Linked DNA regions of Lathyrus oleraceus: region 1 is linked to region 2. Evidence: chromatin contacts called from public Hi-C data. All regions are on one chromosome and are shown on one strand. The core of a region is the stretch at or near the end of the contact, and the rest is flanking DNA. Distances in the headings are between cores, read along the strand shown.

Region 1 (5,628 bases), core at 229-2,728, 360 kb before region 2:
AAATCATAATCGAGAACCCCCATGATCCATGTTGTATATATGAAATGCGACTGATTTCTCGCGCCGTCTTCAGAAGGAAACATGGAAATACCCACAGAATGAATAGACGCAAAGATCCCTATAAATTTAGAGGGAGGGCAGTTAATTTTCCATTTGTAATTTCTAAACACAATTGATATTTCAACTAAATATTAGCATTCATACATGTGCAATAAAATCAATCATCCACAATTGATATTAGTCATTTTCCTTTCTAAAATGAGTTGCTAACTTTACAGAAACAAGTTGAAACTTCATGGATCAAATCAAACCTTCCCAAAAATAAGGAACGAAGGAGAAGAAGCATGATTTGGATCCACACATTAAATGTGTGAAACAGTTACTGATTCTGGTCACCCGATCTCAAATCAATTGTCAACTATGTAGCACCCGACACCTTTGAAGAAAGGTATGGCCTGACAATCCGACACTTGTGATTACCTTTAATTTATTCATTTTTTTTCAAATTATTACCGGTATCACTGTCGGTGTTTTCCGGTTGTCCGTGCTTCATAGATTGTCAAGATTACTTGAAGATATTTTGGCGAAGGTGTGATGCAATCATCTATGAATCAATTAATGCGTGTAAGTGTGTTTTTAAATGCAGTGAATCCAGATCCAAATTCTGATTTTAGATCACAATAGTAATGTTATGATAACCCTAAAAATGTCAAATATCAAAAACCTTTCTATTATTTCTCATCACAAGCTATCGATATTTGAATCTACACAACAAGACAAGAAAATCTCCAATCGACGTGGCAACTTACCGAAATCTGGTTGACATAATCGCGATGAAAGCAAGCAACGTCTCCAGTATACCGGTCAACGAAGAGAAACCTCCGGAGTCCATACTTCCTCATACAGTGCGAAAGACAGAGCAAAGAAACGGCGGCGAGACTCGCCTGAAATGCGACGATCACCATTTCACAGCCGCGTAACTCGTATTTCTCGCACTCCGAACAGTCACACATCCACAACGCCGTTAACGGAACCGCCACTCCTAGTGCGAAGAAAACCGTCCAGCAAATGACGGAGTATAAAACGGAACGCGGATTGAACCCTAAGATATTCAAAAACAGTTCCAAACGCGCGAGGGTTTTATCAACTTCAGTATCAGTCTTGTTATTAGCTTCGTCTTCATTTTCGTGATTTGAATTTGAAGTTAGGAGAGGGATTTGATTTTCATTGATTGATTCAGCGGGTTTTTCTTCGGTTAGAATTTGGAGATTAGTCATTTCGTTAGTGTTTTTGGAAACTCAATCTATGTATAAAATATTAATGTTGCTGTTTAAAAATAAAATAAAATAAAATAAAAAGTGAAGTAAATGTGGTAGATGAGAGTGCTTTGAATTGAAAGCTTCTGGCGTGGGAATATGGGCATTTATGTTTCCTTTACCTTTCTTATTAGGGAATGCACTTTTCTGATTTTAACTTGTCGGCGAGGAAGGAGGAATAGTTATATTTAAAGTAGTATTTTGTTTATTTTCTTTCAAGATAGTTTTCTTTTTAAAGCAGAAAATAAATAAATAAATAATTGCGATTCACGTTTGAGAAGCTTTGACTCTAATTTTGGCAGATTTTGATTCACATCCACGGACACAATTATTAATTTTGAATCTCAAATGCAGACTTGAATTAATTAAAAAATTTAAAATGAAGGAAAATGTTAAACTAAGTGAACATGTTAAACGACCAAATAGAGAAAGTTTTAGCATGGAAACTTATTAGCAAGATCTAGAAATTATTTAGAATTACTTTGTCAACACAATAAACTAGTTTATAAAGCACTGTTGGTTTATAGTTTATAATCTAGCATGATAAGAAAAATAGTTTATAGAGGAGTCTTAGTTTATAGTTTATAGTATGGTATGATAAGAAAATGTTAATTTTGTAATTGTTATTTTTTTTAAGAATTTATAATCCATTTTAATAATTTATAGTAAATTGAATAACTAAGATTTATATCTTTGGTAAATGAGAGACCATGTCATGAAGTTTCACTTGGATAATATACGAAGATATGAGATGTAAGAAAAGAAGTTACATTGTCACATTCTATAAGATTTGTGAATGAGGTCATCAAAATCTCTACAACTGAGGTGTAGAAGTACATTTTAATTAACATTGATAATAGTGCAGGAGAAATTAAAGGAGTTTCATTTGATGAAGCGGTCTTTTGCAAATCCAGAATGAACATTATTAAAGTAAATGATGAATAATTCGGTCATTGAGTGATCATCTAAAGAAATATGATATATGAGAATCGGTTCAAGGAGATGGTGATTAAGTTTCAATTTCTCCAAGCTCACTAGATCCATGCAGCAAATATGTTATTTCAGATGCATCATTTTTTAGCCAAATGTTGTTATCCTTTTTTAGCCAAATGTTGTTATCTTAAATATTGAAAAAATCTATATAAGCAGATTAAAGATTAAGCCAAAGGTTCATGGAATCAGTGCAATCACGAACACAATGGAAGAATGACTCATCTTCCAAGCCACATCGAGATCATAAAAGTGAGGTGATCATGTTTCGATGATGTAGCGTATACAGAGTTAACATTGAATTGTGGCAAGCGAGTTAAAATATGAACTTAATTTTTTATGGAAGACAGAGCTTCCAAATCCATGATCACAAACAAGGGATGTGGTTAGGTGAATCCTATTTGTTATGGAGAAGGCATAAGTAACCACTGTTGGTTGTATAGGTGTTGTTGATATGATCAAACCAAATGAAGACAACTATAATGTTTGTGCTAAAGCATAAAATTTTGTTCTTAAGTTCAATGATAATATGTTCAAGAAGCTAAGTGAACATATAGTTTATATGGGGAGTAATTTTTTAGTAGAAGTCTTTCACTGTGCATGTAAGATCATGGATGTGAACAGATGATACAATAGAAATGAGGGGGTCGAGACTCGACTAGTGAATGTACTATAAAATAGATGAACCAGATCCAGGTCTCCTATCAAAACCATATTTGAGAACACTTTTTGCCTTGCCAATAAAGTTCGAGGTGGGAGAACCTGTAATGATGGAAGTTGACAATATGCATGTTGAAACAATATTGGTTGATATCATATCACTTGGATTTTGATGATAACAAAGTATTTAAAGAATAATTGGATATTCTAACCATCTATTCAAGTATGCAGGTTTATAATACGAAGAACATATGAAGATTAATTGTTCTGCATCTGAAGTTCAGACTCTGGTTATGAAGATCACTTACGAAGACTCTGACTTTGATGGAAGATCCATACTCTGAAGAAGTCAACTTTGAAGAAAACCAGTCTCGGATGATTCATACTTTGAAGCTTCAGAAGCCATGAATCAAAATTTGAAGAGATCAGACTCTGAAGAATCAAGTCTGATGAAAGTCAACCTCTGAAGGGGTGTCTCTTCACTCAAGGAAACTTTGACAGACTCAAAGACCTTTTGATCACGTGAAGACTTAAGGAAAAATCTTTTCATGGGTGTCTGAGCTTCAACGAATAATTCCCCTTGCATTAAGTTGTTTTTTTATGTGTCTAATCAAGTACAAAATTTATCCAATCTTTTGGTGAAAGTATTCAACGTCTCTTTTCTTCCTCTCTATTTAAGGAGCAGAAGACCATGAAGTTGAAGACAAATACACTTCAATACAAAACTATGAACTATTGACATTCAAAGAGAAGATACTTTATTAAAATTTCTAGACTTAGAGCCTCTTAACACCTTGTATATTTTAGAAGTTCTTAAGTCTTAGAGTCTTTCTAAGTTATATTTTGTCTACACCTCTAATTGTATATCAACTATAGTTGTTAACCAAATCTCTTAACAATTTGTTATAGAGTCAAAAGTTTATTGCTTTAGTGCGTGAGCATTTAAAGTATCTTGCTTGTGTACTTGAGATTAGAAGTCTCTTACTTGTGGGTTTGAGTATTGGAAGTCTCTTACTTGTGTGCTTGAGCATTTGAAGTCTTTTGTTTGGTGCTTGAGCATTTGTAATCAATTTAGTTATAGTAAAAATACCTTGGAAGTACACGGGGACTGTACTACTCTTAAGTTGTGAGAGGAACCAGGATAACTGCTCGTGTCTTTGTTTTCACTTTCCTTGCTTATGTATTATCATTCAGCTGTTGTCAACTTTGATACTCTAAGTCAGATTCTGGTTCAGAATCTGATAAAGAGTTTTAAAAGCTAACCAAGATTTTCTAAGTCAGACTCTGAACTAAGTATTCAGAATCTGGTTAAGAACCATCAGAGGAAGAAGAAGAAAAAGCTTAAAGAGAAAAAAAACCCAACACAATTCAACCCTCTTCTTGTGTTTTTCTCACCTTCAGTTGACATCAGAAAAACACTTCTTTATTTACCATGAGTGATTCTGAAGCTGAATCATATCACTCTGGTGATGGTGGTCCTAGCCCATAACTCACTCCTCTTGGATGTTAATCATGATTATAGTACATCTGAAAAGAATAATTATGTTGTTAGACCTCCTACATTCAATGCAGATTCTACTGAATTTGAATGGTGGAAAAGTAAGATGTACACTCATATCATAGGTCTTAATGATGAGTTGTGGGACATTCTTGAAGATGTCATTGATATAATAGAAAACACCATAGAGTGAGAGGCATTCTTGTAGATTCCTTGCCTTACTCTGAGTACATAAAGATCATTGACAAATCTACTGCAAAAACTATTTTTGAATCTTCATGTGCTACTTATTAAGGAAACCAACAAGTCAAGGAAGCCAAAGTTAATCTTTTTGTTCAACAATATGAGTCATTCAAGATGAAAAAGGATGAAAACATTGAAACCATGTACTCAAGGTTTCAAGTTCTTGTATCTGGACTCTAAGTCTTAAACAAGATCTATACTACCTCTGATCATGTCAAGAATATTCTTAAGAGTTTTCCTGTCAGATATAGACCCAATGTGACAACTATTTAGGAAGCTAAAGACCATAACAATATCAGTGTTGAAAGTCTGATCAGCAATCTCCAAAGCTATAAGTTAAAACTCAATGGAGATGAAGAACCAATCAAGAAATCAAAGTCTCTGGCTTTGAAATCTGTTAAATCTTCACAGACTTGGGAGCAAAAAGAAGTCACTCATACTAAAGCCTCTAATTAAGATTTAGATGATTAAATGACTTTCATCATAAAGAGATTTCAATATCTTGCTATCAAGAACATGGGGTTCTCGGGCAGAATATCCGGATTTAGAGGAACAAGCTCCAGAGTTAACAAATATGATCATAAATGGTGCTTCAACTGTCAGAAGCCTGGTCATTTTATAGATGATTGTCCAAAGCTTCATAAGGACAAAGCAAAAAAGGGAAGCTTCCAGAAGAACAACTTCAGAAGCAGGTTCAAGAAAGTCTCATGGAAATTTAGGGTGAACTTGATGATGAAAAATAAGTTGACAAGAATTAATAAGAAGCCAATCTAGCTTTGATGGTTTCAACATTCTCAGACACAAAATCAGAAACTGATTCTGACTCAGATTTGGAGGATGTAGATGATGTATTATCTAAACTCTCTAGATCTGATTTAATTACTTTATATCAAGATCTTATGAATAAATGTCAGAAGGAAT
Region 2 (5,433 bases), core at 1,560-4,059:
CATCTAAGATTGTTGAAGACATTTTGAAAAAAAGAAAAGACTTTGAAACTAGGTTTGAAGACACAAAGAGTTGGAAATGAGACGTTGAAACTGAGAATAATGTTTAAATAAAGTGGAGAATAGGAAGTGAAACAACCAGAGAAGAAGCTCAAATGCCTCCTTGAAAATCTAAAAGATATGTTACGTTTTTTAATATGGATGATCATTTATATTCTAATGATATGATACTAATGCGCGCCATGATTTTTTTTTTTGAAATAGAAACCACATATTACCTCAGTTTTTAACAAAACCGAGGGAACAATCAACTTATTATCTCGATTATTCAAAAAACCCGAGGAGAAAAACAATTTAGGAACTTTTTTTTATTATTATAATTTTTTTGTAAACTAAATGGTATATCTCATCAGTTTCCTTAATAATCGAGGGATAAGATAATCGGATTTTACTATAAAAGCACTATTAAATATATTTTACATTAATCCTAACTTATATGTAGTCGCTCTAAACTCGAACGCGTCATTCTTTTGCGATTCATCTCACAAAATGGTGATGATGTTGTTGTTGTATTTAGAAGCTTGAAAAAGTTCTCTGATGGATTGCAAGTGCAGAAAAATATTTTTTTCAATGTCGGAACAAATAATTCCTTTAGAAGGTGAATGCATTCAATGGTTGGAACAAATAACTCCTAGAAATTGGATGCATGCAGTATTTGGAACAGATAACTTCTTACAGCAAAATTCTTTTTTGTTGTATTATTGTTTTTCAATATTTTGTATAAACAATATAATTTTAAAAAAAAATCATGTTCACCTTGGTTTTTAACAAAACCGAGGGGATAACTTAGCGTGATGATTTTAGATATTGATCACCGTCCTTAAACAAAGCTTTGTCGTCCATTTTATGATTATCAACACTCAAGACACTACCATTAATGATTTGCATCAAACCTAAAAAAATAATTATAAAGGTCTTCTGATATCTATAATTGATAAAGAAACGTCATGAAACGCTTGAAACTATCTACACCCTCCACTTTAACTTTTTTCATTAAGAGTTCTCTATGATGGATTGCAAGTGCAAAAAATTACTTGGGTTCAAGGTTTGTGTTTTTAAATATTCACTTAAGTAGAAAATAATTTATTTTTCTAACCCTTTGTTTTTCTAAACCTTTTTTTGTTTAGTTTAAATGCACTTTTGATCCCCATAGTTTGGGTGTTTTAAGTTCCCCTATTACAAATCCAGCGATTCTGGTCCCTTAATTTTGATGGTCTTTGGATTTTTATGGTCTCCATCCACTTTTACATATGCGGCATTGATGATTGGGATAAAAAATAATTTTTAATGATATGTCATTGATGACTATGATAATTAATTAATTAATATTTTTTATAAAATAAATTAATAATTAATTGTTTTAATTAATATTTTTAAAAATTAATTATTTGAAAATTTGAAAAGAATTATTGACCCATAACCCAATTCATTATTGCATATATTTCAAACTTGAGCCCAAGAAGAGATTGGATATTGCATTGTTGACATTTATAAACACTAAAATTATTTATGAAAAAAATAATGTGGGACTCTAATGCAATTGCAATGCCAAGACATCCTGATACAAAAAACCAAGAAAAAGACAGATACAAACAGAATTAAAAAAGATCAAAGAAACATCAGTACTGGATAAAATAGAACACTCCTAATCTAAAATAGCAGGAATAATATCCCCAAAACCAAAATGCTCCACTCCACCAATATCGGCTAAATTTGCAAGGAAAAAAGCAAAAACAGACATAAGCCAAATTGGAACAACAATGCCTCACTACACTGCTATGAACAACAACTCCAACAACAAAAATCGGAGCCAACATTAAACCAAACACACCACAAAAAACAAGAGCAGGGGATTCCCCAACAAAGCAAAAACAAACCAGCATGCCTAAGATACACGCCAAAGAAACAAAATTAACCATCGTCAGGACTGCAACCTGAACCGAATGAACAACATCGAACCAAATACCCGAGAAACTACAACACTGACAGGACCCTTAGACTAGATTTCCCAAGTATAATTCCTTGTTACGAAACAGATTGTCACTCCTGGATTTCCAAATACTCCACACACGCGAACCAAATCACACTAACTTTTGAATACAATTCCCTTCGCCTCCAACCAGCCCTTCAAATTGAGACAGGTGAGTCAATCCTTCTATGTGCAGTGTCCTGTCTATCCTAAACCAATTGCAAACGTTCTGCCACAAACCTGGAAAAAAACGACACAAAAAAAAGATGAGAGGTTGTTTCAACACTCTGTGACACAGTTGAGAACACCACTCCCGATAATACCAATTCTGAAAAGGTTATCCTTAGTAGCAATTTTGTTTTGGAATAACCTTCAAACAAGGCAAGACACTTTCAAAGGGATTCAATTGTGTCAAGCCTTAGACGATAAGGGGTTAGTGAAATTGGAAGCAGAAAACATCATAATAATGAGGGATCAGAATCGTTGATTTGTAATAGAGGATCAATTATTTAAAACGCTCCAACTAGAAGACCAAAAATGCATTTAAATCTATAATCTTTAGATCTTAGATCATTTAAAGTGCATTAACATCATTTTGGTCTTAGCTCCCGGAGCTTTTGGCCACCCATAACAATACCCTTGGAAAAAAAATCATTATGTCATATTTTTAAATTAAATATAACATATATTTATTTTTATTGTGATATCATAGCTACAAAATCCAGCTGCCAGAACTATTTTCCATTATGGGGAATATTAACTTGTTTTTCCATTTACACCTTTATTTTCCTTTTTATATACACTTATATACATATAGTTTGCTATCTATATCACCAACCTAAATCTAACAGATCTATAAATTCTCTCAAGCTGCAGCTTAATTACCTGCAAATTTATTTGTCTGTGGACTCATAATTAACATCTCCAATATATGCCTACCACCACTTCTTTTTCCCAGGTGAGTTTCCATTTTTTTGTAACGTTGTTATTTTAATGTTCTTACCAGGAATTTCTGAATATCAATATTGTTATTATTGTTACTACTAATCTAAAATTGTTCTTCAAACGTTACATTTCTGATGTTTTTAATCAGATCTCTTTCACAACAAAATTTATATCCACAAAACATAATTCAAGCCATGCATGCATGTAATTAATTAAAGAAATTAGCTATGTATAAGCCTGAGTTTCGCCGTAAAACATAATGATATCAATTGTGTTTATAAGATCTTTTTTCGTTTTAAGAAAAACAGATCTCCTAAACATAATTGATATCATAAAAAAGAAGTGAAAATTAAATTTATATGATTCTTAATTAATAAACTTAGGCGTGATTATAATAATTAATGATATTAATTTCCAATTTTTAGGGGATGTTAATTTCTTTCTCATGTTATTGTTTTAATGTGATTTCTCAGGAGGCAAAAACAACAAGAAGAATGAGTTCAAGGCAACGTCCCTTGCATGCATGTGGAGTTTCAATCTTAACAATTGGTGACATTGCCATAGGAAAAACCCAAAATATCAATGGACCAATAGGTTCAACATTCAGAAACATTGGAAATTTGGCCAAATTTATCACACCTTTAATCTATACAATTCAATACCAGTGGCTAACGATCCTCGCCTTCATCGACGATCGCATCCTAGCCGCTGAAAACTTCACAGAGAAACTGTTTCCTCCTTCAAGGTACGTGTTCGACAAAATTGACGAAGTCGTGTTAACGATACTTTCTTTGCCAGATAAATTCGATGGAGCAGTGAACAAGAATGTGCCTGAAATAATCCACCAAGTTCCATATTTGGAAAGGACACTGAAAATTTTAAACTCGAAAATGAATAGTTTGGTTTCGACATTGAGGCGTGAAAGTTCATGCGTGGATGAGAAAACTATTGGTGTTGATACAAATTTCTGCAGTGATAATAGTAGAGGGATGGAATCGGGTGCGACTGAGGAGTATCTTGACTTTCCAATGGATCCATCAAGTGTGGAAGGTTTTCCTCCTATACCAGAGGCTGAAAATAAAAGTGCTGTGGAAGGGTCTTGTGCTAACAATAAGAAAAGTTCATACAAAGAAGTATTATTGGAAAGTAGTGAGAAGAAAGTAGATAATGATGAATGTGAAGATGAAGGAAAAGAGAAAAAAACTGAAAAGTGTGAAAGTGATGAGAAATTCCAAGGTTATAAAAGTGAAAGCAAACATGAATATGATCCACTTATGGATTTGTTTGAGTCCGCATGGCTAATGAGTCCTCGTCGCCGTTAACTTCAACTTCACGACGGAAACCAAGCACAAAAATAACTTATAGCTCTGGTGACTGATACTTGCAAGTTACAAGTTAAAAATCAGTTACCAAACTGAAAAGTTACAAGTTAAGTCTTACCATGCAAGAGTATAGCACTTATGATGGCTACTTCAAATGTGAGTGTCTTTTTATTTTGTTTTGCAATTTAACTTTTTAGTTGTTAATTGGGAATCTTGAAAGAGACTTGTTAATCAAGTCCATTTTTGTTTTTATGCAAATCAAATATCTTTCTGGTTGCCTAAATTTCAATGATATGTATATAAGTGTATATTTGGATTGACATTGTATTTGGCAAAAGATGTGTCACTGTCATTTGAATCTTCAACAATGTTGATGTTCTATATGGAAAACAGAATAGCCATATGGCATAATTCACATTTTAGGCAAAACAAGGGCAAGCTTTAAAGTTAAAACACTTGTGGAAAACAGAATAGCTATATGACATAATTCACATTTACATTAACTTCAAAAATGCAAAATCCAACACTTATGATTGGAGAAATTTATGTTACAAAGAGAAAAGCGAATGAAGAAAACAAAATCCATAAATTACACAGGCATGTACAACTTTTCTTCGCATTCGAAACCAAAAAGTAAGCTAAACCCACAGAAACACATGAAGGGCAAAGGGATATAAAACAGATATTTACAACCTACTGAACTTCAACACTGGTACACGGAATAGCTCTTGCTTCTCCAGAAAAAGCCAAAACCTTTCCCTGTCTTTCTTCTAGTCATCGACTTACATAAAGGTTTCATTTCAGCAGGAGGCACAGACAAATCACTACTTTCAGGAGGACACTCGTGAGTCTCAACAGGTGATTCATCTCGTCGCTGCTGTCGGAACAGCATCAGGAGTTTCTGAGCTTTTTCTTGTCCTCTTGGGGTCCCATTCACTGATATTGATACCAGCGCAGGTATAACTCCTTCTTGCAAGACCATATCGGAACACTGCTCACTTCTATTGCACAAAATTAGGAGGCAAGAGACAGCTTGCTCCTGCACTTCGAGCTCATCAGTGTCCAATATCGAAGCTAATGCACTAATGAGTCCAGGAGTTGATACCATTTCCTCCCTTCCATCTTGAGAAGTAGCTAAAT

Evidence for each region. A called contact is a pair of places that touch in the nucleus more often than the background predicts.
Region 1: a contact with region 2 is called in a Hi-C map of leaf, with 9 times the contacts expected there. The contact joins the promoter of LOC127107246 here to the promoter of LOC127101172 in region 2. A contact is called at or near these places in 2 of 2 Hi-C or Micro-C datasets (both in leaf).

The regions. Positions count from the first base shown.
Region 1 is chr7:135,420,558-135,426,185 of CAAS_Psat_ZW6_1.0, reverse strand. LOC127107246 reads right to left here and starts at 1,478. Exons shown (of 4, transcript XM_051044546.1): 1 at 810-1,478; 2 at 1-118. The coding sequence starts at 1,277.
Region 2 is chr7:135,062,958-135,068,390 of CAAS_Psat_ZW6_1.0, reverse strand. LOC127101172 reads left to right here and starts at 2,809. Exons shown (of 2, transcript XM_051038510.1): 1 at 2,809-2,984; 2 at 3,445-4,582. The coding sequence starts at 2,958. The coding sequence ends at 4,293. LOC127101171 (U-box domain-containing protein 6) reads right to left here. Exons shown (of 6, transcript XM_051038508.1): 6 at 4,773-5,433. The coding sequence ends at 4,997.